Regions from separate parts of the Macaca mulatta genome. Here region 2 is linked to region 1. Evidence: chromatin contacts called from public Hi-C data. All regions are on one chromosome and are shown on one strand. Each heading gives the region's core, a stretch centred on a gene start, on an enhancer-like site or on the middle of the called end of the contact. The rest is flanking DNA. Distances are from core to core; before and after follow the strand shown. Region 1 holds the start of DUSP1 (dual specificity phosphatase 1). Region 2 overlaps ERGIC1 (endoplasmic reticulum-golgi intermediate compartment 1).

Region 1 (5,748 bases), core at 1,018-3,517:
GGTCGAGCACAGCCATGGCGGGGCTCCCAGCCTCTGCCGAGCAGTGTGGGGCCAGCACCTGGGACTCAAACTGCAGCAGCTGGCCCATGAAGCTGAAGTTGGGGGAGATGATGCTTCGCCTCTGCTTCACAAACTCAAAGGCCTCGTCTAGCTTGACTCGGTTAGTCCTCATGAGGTAAGCAAGGCAGATAGTAGCTGACCGGGAAATGCCCGCCTGGCAGTGGACAAACACCCTTCCTCCAGCATTCTTGATGGAGTCTAGAAAACAAAAGGAGCGGCTGGTTACTGGAGAGCTCAGGAGAACCACCCCAAGCCCAGGTACAGTGTATCTGAGAAAGGTCATGTGTGTCTTGTCTAGAAATGGTCAACATCACCACACGCCATCACATGGCTACTGTTCATGGAAGCAACTTGGGCACTGCGCAAAGGATGGCACAGGATTTAAACTCAGACTGGGGATTTCCACTCAGCAGATAGATCTCACACCAGTCAATTCAACTTTGTGAGCCCCAGTTTGCAAATCTGTAAAGTGGGACATTGAATCAAATTCACATTTTGCAGGAATGTTGCCCACACCAGACTGATACTGAATGTCTGGAAGAAGGCTCATAAGACTTCAAGCTCTTGCCACAGAGGTTGGGCTTAGGGGCTAAAATGAGAAGAGAGAGGCAGAAAAGCCCCAGGCATCCATTCCATTTACCTATGAAGTCAATGGCCTCGTTGAACCAGGAGCTGATGTCTGCCTTGTGGTTGTCCTCCACAGGGATGCTCTTGTATTGGTAGTGACCCTCAAAATGGTTGGGACAATTGGCTGAGACGTTGATCAAGGCAGTGATGCCCAAGGCATCCAGCATGTCCTTGCGGGAAGCGTGATAGGCACTGCCCAGGTACAGAAAGGGCAGGATTTCCACCGGGCCACCCTGAAATCCAGAAATATCCAACATTCATCAAGCTCGCTCAAAGCCAAGGCCAGTGCCCACACCCACAAAAACTTTCTGCTGGAAAAGTCAATTTCAGATAGCGAGTGAACTCAGTTCTGTTGCTGGAGGATAAATAAATAGGGAACTAAGCCCATTTGCCTGGGCAGGACCAGCAAATTCATTTCTGTAGAGCCTACAATCATATCCCTGTGTCCCCTCCGTTATAAATAATGCTGCAGGTCACTTTCTATATTCTCCCTGGCACCACTCCTCCGTGCCTTTGCCAGTTCTTACTTCTCCCCTGTGGCAGGGACACCTACTAACCTGATCGTAGAGTGGGGTACTGCAGGAACTGCACCCAGATTCCGCGCTGTCAGGGACGCTAGTACTCAGGGGAAGGCTGAGCCCCATGGGGGTCGACTGTTTGCTGCACAGCTCCGGGCAGGAAGCCGAAAACGCTTCGTATCCTCCTGGGAATACAAAGACATTTTTTTTTTCCTCAGTGACGCCGGGACAGGGCACCTTCATACGACTCCCCCACCCACCAAGGGCTGGAAGTTTACAGCGGAAAGGCCCAGGCAAGTCTTTGTTCCCAGAGCCAAACAAAGCCAATGACAAGTTCCAGAGATAAATGTACTCCAGCGCCCACGCGCTGCAGGTGGGGCGACCCCCCGGGAGCCAAGAGCCGAGGGTACCGGGCAAAATCTCAGGGGTGTGCGGCCCGCCCCGAGCTTCCCCGAGGGCGTACCTTTGAGGAAGAAGACTTGCGCGGCGCGCGCCTCGCGGCAGAGCGCACCGGCCGCCAGAGTCAGGGTGCCGTCGCGCCTGGCGCCGTCCAGGGCGGCGCTGCGCTCGTCCAGCAACACCACGGCGTGGTAGGCGCCGGCCAGCAGGCGGCCGCGCAGCTCGGCGTTGGGCACGATGTGCTCCAGGCCCATGGCGCCCTTGGCCCGGCGCCGCACGATGGTGCTGAAGCGCACGTTGACAGAGCCGGCGATGTGGCCGGCGTTGAAGGCGAAGAAGGAGCGGCAGTCCAGCAGCAGGCATTGCGCCGCGCGCTCCCTCAGCAGCGCCCGCAGGCCTCCAGCGTCCAGGGTGCCCACTTCCATGACCATGGCCGGCCTCAGCGCCCCCAGCGTGATCAGCCCTGCGGTGCTCTTTGTCCTCGGGGCCAAGGGCAGGGCGGCGCCTTTCGAGGAAAAGCTAGACCCCCGGGTCGCTCTGCGCCGAACCAAAAGCTGCTTTTGGACTGAGAGAGGAGCGTCACGCGGGGCTCTGGGCTCCTCGGCTTCTTCGCGGTTGCCCCGACTGCCCCTTCGAACCACGTCGCACACACAGCCCGAACGTCCTTCGCAGCGAGCCCTATCCGGGGAGCTCGTTTATATGAGGCCTCTGGGCGACGGGGCGGGCCTGACCCGCGCGCAGGGGGAGGAGGGTGTTTGTTTGAATGGTGATCACGTGACGGGGCGGTGACGTCACCCGCCCTGCCCGGCCCGGCGCCGCCGAGCTACAGGGGAAGACGTCATCAGCCTCGGAGCTGGGTCCGCTTGCTGCGCGCTGGCTCGCGGCCCGGCCCCCGCCCTGCCGTCCGGCCTGCTCTTGGCGCGTCCCCAGGGACTGGGCCCGCGCCGCGCTCCGGGCCCAGCGGGGAGGCGGAGGGCTCGCTGCCAGCTGAGGCTGACCTCTGGGATGCGAGCGGCCGGGAGAATGGGCGACGTGCCACCTGCCTTGGCCTCGCCGCTCCTCCGTCTCTCCCTCCCCGAGTCCCCTTCCCCGTGCCCCTCGGCCTTCGACCTGAGCCGAAAGGGGCTTCCTGCGCTTTTGCATACTCTTGTGCCCCTTTCTCTCATTTCCTCATCACTAACAGGCGGGGAAACTGAGGTTCCCCAAGCGAAGCTACTGACTTGCCCAGAACCACACTACTGGGGTGTGGGGTGGGGCGGCGCGTGGGGCAGCACAGAGGCGCCTAAGATGAAGTTTGGAGAAAAATGAACAGCTCTGCCGATAGAAAAGTCGTTCCTACCAAAAACGACTCGAGCGAGTTGGGGCGGAGAGGTTCAGGGCAATGCTTTCCTGTTTCCCCGACTTTCTTTAAGGTGGCTTTAAAATATCTACATTTGCCATGAAAGTGTAAGCGAGCAAACCCCCACCGGGAAATAATGCTATTCCTAGTCTGTGGCCCCTGGAAGACTTGGAGCCAAGGAAGGCAGGTCAAGGGGCTGAAATCCCGGTCGGGGGTCGCAAGGCCCCGCGGTGGATTCCCGGGTTTGGCGTTTGGAGGGGTGAGGGGCGACCCGCAGCGCGACTCGACGGCTCCCCCCAGGGGCCGCCCGACACGTTTCTGTCACCTTGGCTCCAGACCGAGCTTCTCCATCCCTTTATTACACAAATAGGCAGTATACTGAGTGAGCGCCCACTAAGCGCTGGGCTGGGGGGCTCCAACCCGGAACAGAAGCCGGCCCCAACCCTCGCTCCCTGTCGTCGCTTCCGTTATAGGCTGAAGGCAAAATCCAATCCCGGGCCGTTGTGGGCGGACTGCCAGGACATGGATCGCAACGCTTGGGAAGACCCCCCGCCCCCAACGCCCAGCGATATCCATGCCCTGAGTCCCAGTGACGGCCCCCTGGACAGCACAGCCTGCTGCAGCGACGCGACGCGCTAGGTACACAAACATAAACATTGCGCCACCGGCCCGGGTGCCGAGTCAGGAACATTCTGCGGTTTCCTCCCCTCCTGGGGGAGGGGATTTCACTGGCCACCCTCTGTCGTCGTTGTGCGAGCTGTATCACCAGAGGCAACTTCTGCATTTGCCTCGCTTAGCTTGTGTGTTTTCGCCTGCGCAAACGTTCTGCCTGGATTCTTCTAGAAAAGTTCAGGGAATGGAGTGCTTTTTTTTAAAAGGGCGTTTTCTACCTTCATTTGAACATTGGTCGAGGACAGCAAAGAGGTCCTCAGATAAGAGCAACACCCTCCCTGTATGGAGAGATAGAAGAAAAAGAAATTATTTGTTTATACTACTTATTCAGCTGAGGAACTCAACATACTTTTTGCGTTGAATCATAGAATGTTACAGCTGCTGACTTTTCACTGCATACCGACTTGATTTGTCCCATTTTTTTTTCTCTCACCAAGAGAATTCATTATACCTTTCCCTACCGAAATTTTTCAACAAGAAAACTCTTTTAAGGGCTGGGTGCTGTGGCTCACACCTGTAATCCCAGCACTTTGGGAGGCTGAGGCAGGCGGATCACAAGTTCAGGAGATCGAGACCATCCTGGCCAACACGGTGAAACCCCGTCTCTGCTAAACATGCAAAAATTATCTGGGCGTAGTGGTGGACGCCTGTAATCCCAGTTACTCGGGAGGCTGAGGCAGGAGAATCGCCTGAAGCCCAGGAGGCGGAGGTTGCAGTGAGCCAAGATCACACTATGGCACTCTAGCCTGGTGACAGAGCAAGATTCTCTTTAGTGCCATTATCATGGTAGTAGTGGCACAGTCTGGCCCTAGAGCCAGGTATCTTCTGGCCTCTCCTGCTTTTCTCTCTCCTCCCTTGCTGGAAAGAGTATAAAAGTAGACTTGAACCCTGTCATTTTGCTGCTGGATGGTCAGAGGTGAGTCTCGACCCCTACTGAGCCTCCAAGCCCACATCTGTACCGTGGGTCTACACTGGCCCACTTTGTAGATGGTTTGAGGCCCAAGTGAGAGATGGGGGGGTTAGGGAACCCAGGCCCTACCCCACCCCTGCTCTTTATGATTCACTGTATCTCTAGGGTTTCCCCTTCCCAGCAGAATGGTTCTGTCCCTGTGCCTTTCAGAGACTTGCCTCAGAACCAGGGAGAAGGTCACTGCAAGCCATCTGCTTATGAGAGACATCAGCGGACAGGGGCCTGACTCAGGGAGAGCTCCTCTTTAAGACCCTCTACCACACAGCGCTCACGGTGGGTCACCTGCCTAGAGGCAAGTGGTAAACGTGTAGCCACCTAGGCCCCCAATCCAGGCAGTGGAGATGCTGCTTCTGACTGAGGATGGAGCCAAAGAGAGCCCAGCATCATCTGGTCTCTGTAACCACAGGAGTGGAGGACTTGGCCTTGTGGGCCTGGCCGCCAGAGGGAATGAAGCAGATAAATCAGTGGATGTTGACTCAGGGGAGAGAATTGGGCCTTTCTGACCTGGGCTGTTCCCAGTTCTACCTAGTCCTGCTTAGGAATAAACCTGGAGGCAGTGTGGAGTAACGGGAAGAAGGGTTCAGAGTTCCATACTCCCCCAAAAGCTGGCCGGGATTCCCTACCTTTAATGTGTGGCCTTGAGTAAGTCCTCCCATGGTGCTGAGCTCCACCCCCTCCTTCCCATGATGGAGAGAATAATAATAACACACACCTCCAAGGACTTTGGGGAGACTGGGTGTAGCCAGGGTTGGCCCTAGCTCATAGTCCCTGTCCTAATCCTGCTCTCAAAGGCGACTTTGGATCTCTCTTGGGATCACAGTTTGAGAAGAGTGGAGCTCCCCCAATGACAGTCAGAAAGAGGCCCCCGCTCACTGTCTGCTCGGTGACCTTGGGCAAGCAGCTGACCATTTCTGAGCTTCTGTTTCCCCATTTGTAAACTGGGAATAACATCCATTTAGGACAAAGTGAAACAGTGTGTAAGAACCTGATATGGATGACACCCAAAGGGGGTGTTCTCAAGAGGGGGAGCAGGGTCCCACATTCATGTTCCCTCTTTGAAAACACACGGCCTTTTTCCTGTCTCCCTGTGGTGTATGGGGTTCCTCCCCTCAATATCCTTCTACAACTCCCCATTTCTTAGCAAATCCAAAACGCACTGCTAC
Region 2 (5,748 bases), core at 1,065-3,564, 180 kb after region 1:
ACCTGAGGCCAGGAATTCAAGACCAGTCTAGCCAACATGGCAAAGCGCTACTAAAAATACAAAAATTAGCAGGGCATGGTGATGTGCACCTGTAATCCCAGCTATTTGGGAGGCTGAGATGGGAGATTCACCTGAACCTGGGAGGCAGAGGTTGTGGTGAGCCAGGATCACTCCACTGCACTCCAGCCTGGGCAACAGAGTGAGACTGTCTCAAAAAAAAAGAAGGCCAGGCATGGTGGCTCATGCCTGTAATCCCAGCACTTTGGGAGACCGAGGCGGGTGGATCACGAGGTCAGGAGATCGAGATCAACTTGGCTAACACGGTGAAACCCCGTCTCTACTAAAAATACAAAAAATTAGCCGGGCATGGTGGCGGGCACCTGTAGTTCCAGCTACTGGGGAGGATGAGGCAGGAGAATGGCATGAACCCAAGAGGCGGAGCTTGTAGTGAGCCGAGATTGCGCCACTGCACTCCAGCCTGGGTGACAGAGCAAGACTCTGTCTCAAAAAAAAAAAAAAAAATTGAAAACCTGCTACTACAAAGATTGGGAAGATGTGAAGCCATGGGAACCCACATGTACTACTGGTGTGGAGGGACATGGATGTAGCTACTCTGAGGGGAGATGCACAGACGCCAGGACCCAAAAAATCAGGGGATTTGTGAGCAAATGATTTCACCCAAGACCCCACAGGTAGCACACCCCAAGTGGGTCTTGGTGCTGAGTCTTACTCCAGCTCTCCTACTTCATTCCCACGATAAGCCACACACACAGATACAAGTAGGTTCCCTGGTGCCTCCATGCAGGTCTAGACCACTCCTCAGAGGCCCTAGCACCTGTAGCATTGACTGTAGCAGAGAAACCCCCTCCATCCATGCCTCCCAGTAGGGTTCAGAAGGCTCTTCTCTGTCCCTGTTTCTGTTTGCTGTTGTATGGAAAGCAGCTGAGACTCTGGGCATTAAAAATCACCTGGTAATGGCCGGGCATAGCGGCTTATGCCTGTAATCTCAGCACTTTGGGAGGCTGAGGCAGAGGGATCACTTGAGGTCAGGAGTTCAAGACCAGCCTGGTCAACATCGCAAAACCTCATCTCTACTGAAAATACAAAAATTAGCCAGGCATGGGGGTAGGCATTTGTAGTCCCAGCTACTCGGGAGGCTGAGGAAGGAGAATCACTTGAACCCAGAAAACGGATGTTGCAGTGAGCCAAGATCATGCCACTGTATTCCAGCCTGGTGCCAGAGCGAGACTCTGTCTCACAAAATAATAATAAATTGGCCGGGTGCGGTGGCTTACACCTGTAATCCCAGCACTTTGGGAGGCCGAAGTAGGTGGATCACCAGGTCAGGAGTTCGAGACCAGCCTGACCAGCATTGTGAAACCCCATGTCCACTGAAAATATACAAAATTAGCCGGGCATGGTGTTGCATGCTTGTCGTCCCAGCTACTCGGGAGGCTGAGGCAGGAGAATTGCTTGAACCTGGCAGACAGAGATTGCAGTGAGCCAAGATCACGCCACTGTACTCCAGTCTGGACAGAATGAGACTCCATCTCAAAAAAAAAAAAAAAGAAAAGAAAAGAAAAGAAATCACTTGGCAAGTGGCTGAGAAATGAAGGGACTTCATTTATTCATTTAACATTTGCTAGAATTCACCATGTGCCGACCTCTGTAGCAGGCACCAGGGTTAGCTGAATCATACACAGTCCCTGCCTTCAAGGAGACCCCGCTGGTGGAGCAGATGAGTGAGCGCAGGGAGCATTGACGGGGCTGTAGTGGAGATGTGTGCCTGACACTGCAGGCAAACGAGAGGGCGCCATCCCCTTTGTTTGGGAAGCTCCAAGAAGGGAATCCTGTGATGGGCCTTGAGCTGAGGAGAAAGGGCCCTGGGAAAGGGAATACTATGCGCAGAGGTGCCCAGTGTAACGTGTCCTATGCAGGCCGTGCCACCCCCTTTGGCAGGTGACAGACTCCCCAGTGAGCCGCTGACCTTCTGAGAGCAGGAGGCTCCCAGAAGCCACAGGGAAGACGCTTCCTTTGTCAGAGACCCAATGCCTCCATGATTCCTTCTTCTCTTCCTGTCCTTGGCCACCAGCCTGTCCTCCATCTCTGCCCCACCCACCTCTGCTCAAGCATGGGCTGACAAAGCCCCGGGCTCGTGGACCACACTGCTGCAGGGAACCTCCTGACATCATTAGACTGGTGGTTCTTCTGAAGGCCCCGTGCCACCACCTTGGTTGCCATGGTAACCGTGGGGTCAGCTCTGAAGGAGCCAGCCGGCCGGCTGTGCCTGGCAGATGGCGTCATTGTGGAGCTTCAAAGGCCCTTGTCACAGGGCAGCAGATGTGGAGATGACGCCAGCACTCAGACACACACATACACACACGGCACAAAGATCCCTGGGAGCCCTCGGAGGGTGGGGTGGGGCCGGGATGGAAGTGGAGGCACCTGCTGTGGCTTCTCTTTCTCTCTTTTTAAAATCAAACACTTGCGTGCAAAGCCCCTAAACGGCAAATGGGGGCCTCTGCAAATAGCTCCTTAGAGGCGCTGGAGACGAAGAGGGGCTTAGGTCAGGATGTCGTCATGTGGCGGCTGCGGGGCTGGGAGGCAGCTGTGGGTGGGCTGGAGGGAGGGAGGATAGAGGCAGGTGGAGCCTCCCAGATGCATGGCCAAGTGTTAAGTACCTGGCTGCTCCCAGGTTGCCCCCGCAGGGTCTCATTGCCCCGAAAGGGCTTGTTTATCCCCAGCCTAAACAGTTTTTCCTCCTGGAAGTCTTTGGCCAGGCTTCCTGGAGCTCCTCTCTCGGCACGTGGGGCACCTTGCTCACAGCGATGTTCTGTGCTCTGTCAGAACATTCCAGTGCTAAGGGAGTAAACAGATCATATTTGACGACATGCAACTAATCCCCTCCAAAGTGCTCCCCTCCCACACAATACATTTGTCCCCTGCCACTTGCTGAAGCTCCCTTTTTGAGATTGAGATTGCGTTCAAGTGGGTTGTGGTGACAGACTGGATGGCTTCAGAGGTGTCAGATCTCTTTCCTTGCGTGGTTGATTTTATTTTGGAGGAACAGCCAGAAGTCCATTAAACAAAGTGCCAGTTGGGCCAGTATGGCTGGGATGGTTTTTGCCCACCAAGAAGTACCGGATGGCGATGACACCCTCCCGTTGCGTGCTACTCAAAACTTATCATTCTTGAAGATTTGTGCAGCTCACTTAACTCGAGTGGTGCTCAGGACCCTTGGCCAGGGCTTAACTTGGGTATGAGGGAGAGTTGCTACAGGGAGCCCCACCCACAGACGTTCCTCTCTGCTGCCCTCCTTCATGCTTTCTAACCAGGGGACTAATCCCCCAGACTTCAGATTGCCCTGCCTGGTTGCCAGGCCTGATGATGACCTCCAGGTCTGACTTACCTGTGTCCCTAGCATCCAGTGAAGGGCCTGGCCTGGACACAGGTGCTCAGAAATGTGTAAGGGGCAGCTGCCTAAAGAAGTGATCATATTTTCAGCCGGGCGCAGTGGCTCACACCTGTAATTCCAGCACTTTGGGAGGCCAAGGTGGGCAGATCGCCTGAGGCTAGGAGTTCAAGACTAGCCGGGCCAACATGGCGAAACCTTGTCTCTACTAAAAATACAAACAATTAGCCAGGTGTGGTGGTGCATGCCTGTAGTCCCAGCTACTGTGGAGGCTGAGGCAGGAGAATCACTTATACCTGGGAGGTGGAGGCTGCAGTGAGCCAAGATCATGCCACTGCACTCCAGCCTTGTCTCAAAAAAGAAAAAAAAAGAAGATCATATTTTCCCTAGCCAGACAGGATGAGGGGAAAAAGTGATCATATAGCTACCCCTATTAAGCACCTACTATGTGCCAGGTAACTACATAGTTACCTCCTTTAACCCTCCCAGCAACCCCTCAAGGTAGATGATTTTGTTCCTCTTTTATAAATGGATTAAACTGAGGCTCAGAGAGGTGAAAAAACTCATCCAAGAACACACAGCCAGCAAATGGCAAGGCTCGAACGTGACCCCAGTGCCTGCCTCTGCAACATCCCCTACCCCCAGCACTGTCTCAGGAGCCTCTGTCTTCCAAAACAAGGGCTGTCAGGGGTGTTGCAGCAACAAAGCCCCCAGAAGTCATAGAACTCCTGGTAGGACAGACCCCAGGATCATTTGATACAGTGACTTTCATCCTGGGAATCAGGAAGAAATATTAGAGCAGGAAACAAAGTTTTATTTTATTGTGAATATGCAAGGTGAAATCACAGCTTCACACATACAAACCATTAAAAAAGCCATCATCCATCTGAGGCAGATTGGCTGATAGTTTGCACGTTTTCCTCCCCATATCTGATACCTTTTGTTCATCTGTTTAGGCTTCTGCAAACATTTGCCAGAAACTAAGGCAGCAAGGGCTGGGGCAGGAAAGAGGGCAGTGGGCGTTAAGAAGAATTGACAAGGCTGGGCTCGGTGGCTTACGCCTATAATTCCAGCACTTTGGAAGGCCGAGGAGGGTGGATCATGAGGTCGGGAGTTCAAGACCAACCTAACTAACATGGTGAAACCCTGTCTCTGCTAAAAATACAAAAATTAGCCAAGCATGGTGGTACGCACCTGTAATCCCAGCTACCTGGGAGGCTGAGGCAGGAGAATCGCTTGAACCAGGGAGACGGAGGTTGCAGTGAGCTGAGATCGTGCCATTGCACTCCAGCGTGGGTGACAGAGCAAGACTCCATCTCAAAAAAAAAAAAAAAAAGAAGAATTGACAAGAGACAAACTTCAAACTGAGAAGGTTCTACCCACTAAGATGATGTGAGTTGGAAAAATGACCGTCTTGGCCGGGCGCGGTGGCTCAAGCCTGTAATCCCAGCACTTTGGGAGGCCGAGGCGGGCGGATCACAAGGTCAGGAGATCGAGACCACAGTGAAACCCCGTCTCTACTAAAAATACAAAAAATTAGCCGGGCGCGGTGGCGGGCGCCTGTAGTCCCAGCTACTCAGGAGGCTGAGCCAGGAGAATGGCGGGAACCCGGGAGGCGGAGCTTGCAGTGAGCCGAGATCGCGCCACTGCACTCCAGCCTGGGCAACAGCGTGAGACTCCGTCTCAAAAAAAAAAAAAAAAAAAAAAAAAAATGACCGTCTTGGCCCTGGAGTGGCAGGACAGCCTTCAGAGCTCCCATATGCAGCCTCGGTTCTCTGCCCTCTGCCCCCACTACCCTGCTCAGAGTTCCCTCGGTGTCGCCCTTCCTTGGACCATGAGCTCCAACAAAGCCAGGTTTAGTCATCGCTGATCTCTAGATCCAGTGCGTCAATGTGGGAATAAATAGGTGTCAAACAGTGAGCAAATAGAAGGAGAGTTGTACGCCTTGGTACACCCCCCACCAAGACGATTTCTGTTCTCCAAGGGACAGAACAGAACCCATATTAGGAGCTTGGTGATTCAGGTCTGGAAATGTGCGAAACGCTTCAGTTCAGATCCTTCCGTGGTATTCCAAGCTGAACTAGATCTTCAAGAAGGTTGTGTTCCAGAAACAGATTGCTCCAAACTGGGTCTGCACACAGACAGGGCCTCCTGGCGTGCGCGCTCCCAGAGCAGGTTCGGAGGCGGAAGAGGAACATGAGACCGAGTGGGCTCCATTTTGCACACCAGGCTGGTTTTTATAGATGCACAGCTTCTTACTTCACAGCCCTTGCTGACGGGGATCCCTTACGTCAGGAAATTTGGTACGTAAACCTTGACAGAATTGAGAAGACAGA

The links. A called contact is a pair of places that touch in the nucleus more often than the background predicts.
Region 2: a contact with region 1 is called in a Hi-C map of fetal cortex germinal zone, with 3 times the contacts expected there. The contact joins the enhancer-like site here to the promoter of DUSP1 in region 1. A contact is called at or near these places in 4 of 14 Hi-C or Micro-C datasets (CD4 T cells, blood, fetal cortex germinal zone and 1 more).

Annotation. Positions count from the first base shown.
Region 1 is chr6:181,645,242-181,650,989 of T2T-MMU8v2.0, forward strand. DUSP1 (dual specificity phosphatase 1) reads right to left here and starts at 2,268. Exons shown (of 4, transcript NM_001257450.2): 1 at 1,669-2,268; 2 at 1,245-1,390; 3 at 701-920; 4 at 1-258. The coding sequence starts at 2,035. It also overlaps a transcript of RPL26L1 not described here.
Region 2 is chr6:181,822,222-181,827,969 of T2T-MMU8v2.0, forward strand. The region is part of intron 10 of ERGIC1 (endoplasmic reticulum-golgi intermediate compartment 1); the gene reads left to right. It also overlaps a transcript of RPL26L1 not described here. Among named protein-coding and RNA genes, the nearest start is that of RPL26L1, 19 kb to the right of the region's middle. Within about 2 kb of position 2,315, at least 11 of the 40 cell types and tissues checked have an H3K27ac peak or open chromatin away from gene starts, as enhancers often do. A contact at or near this core is called in fetal cortex germinal zone, where this site is marked.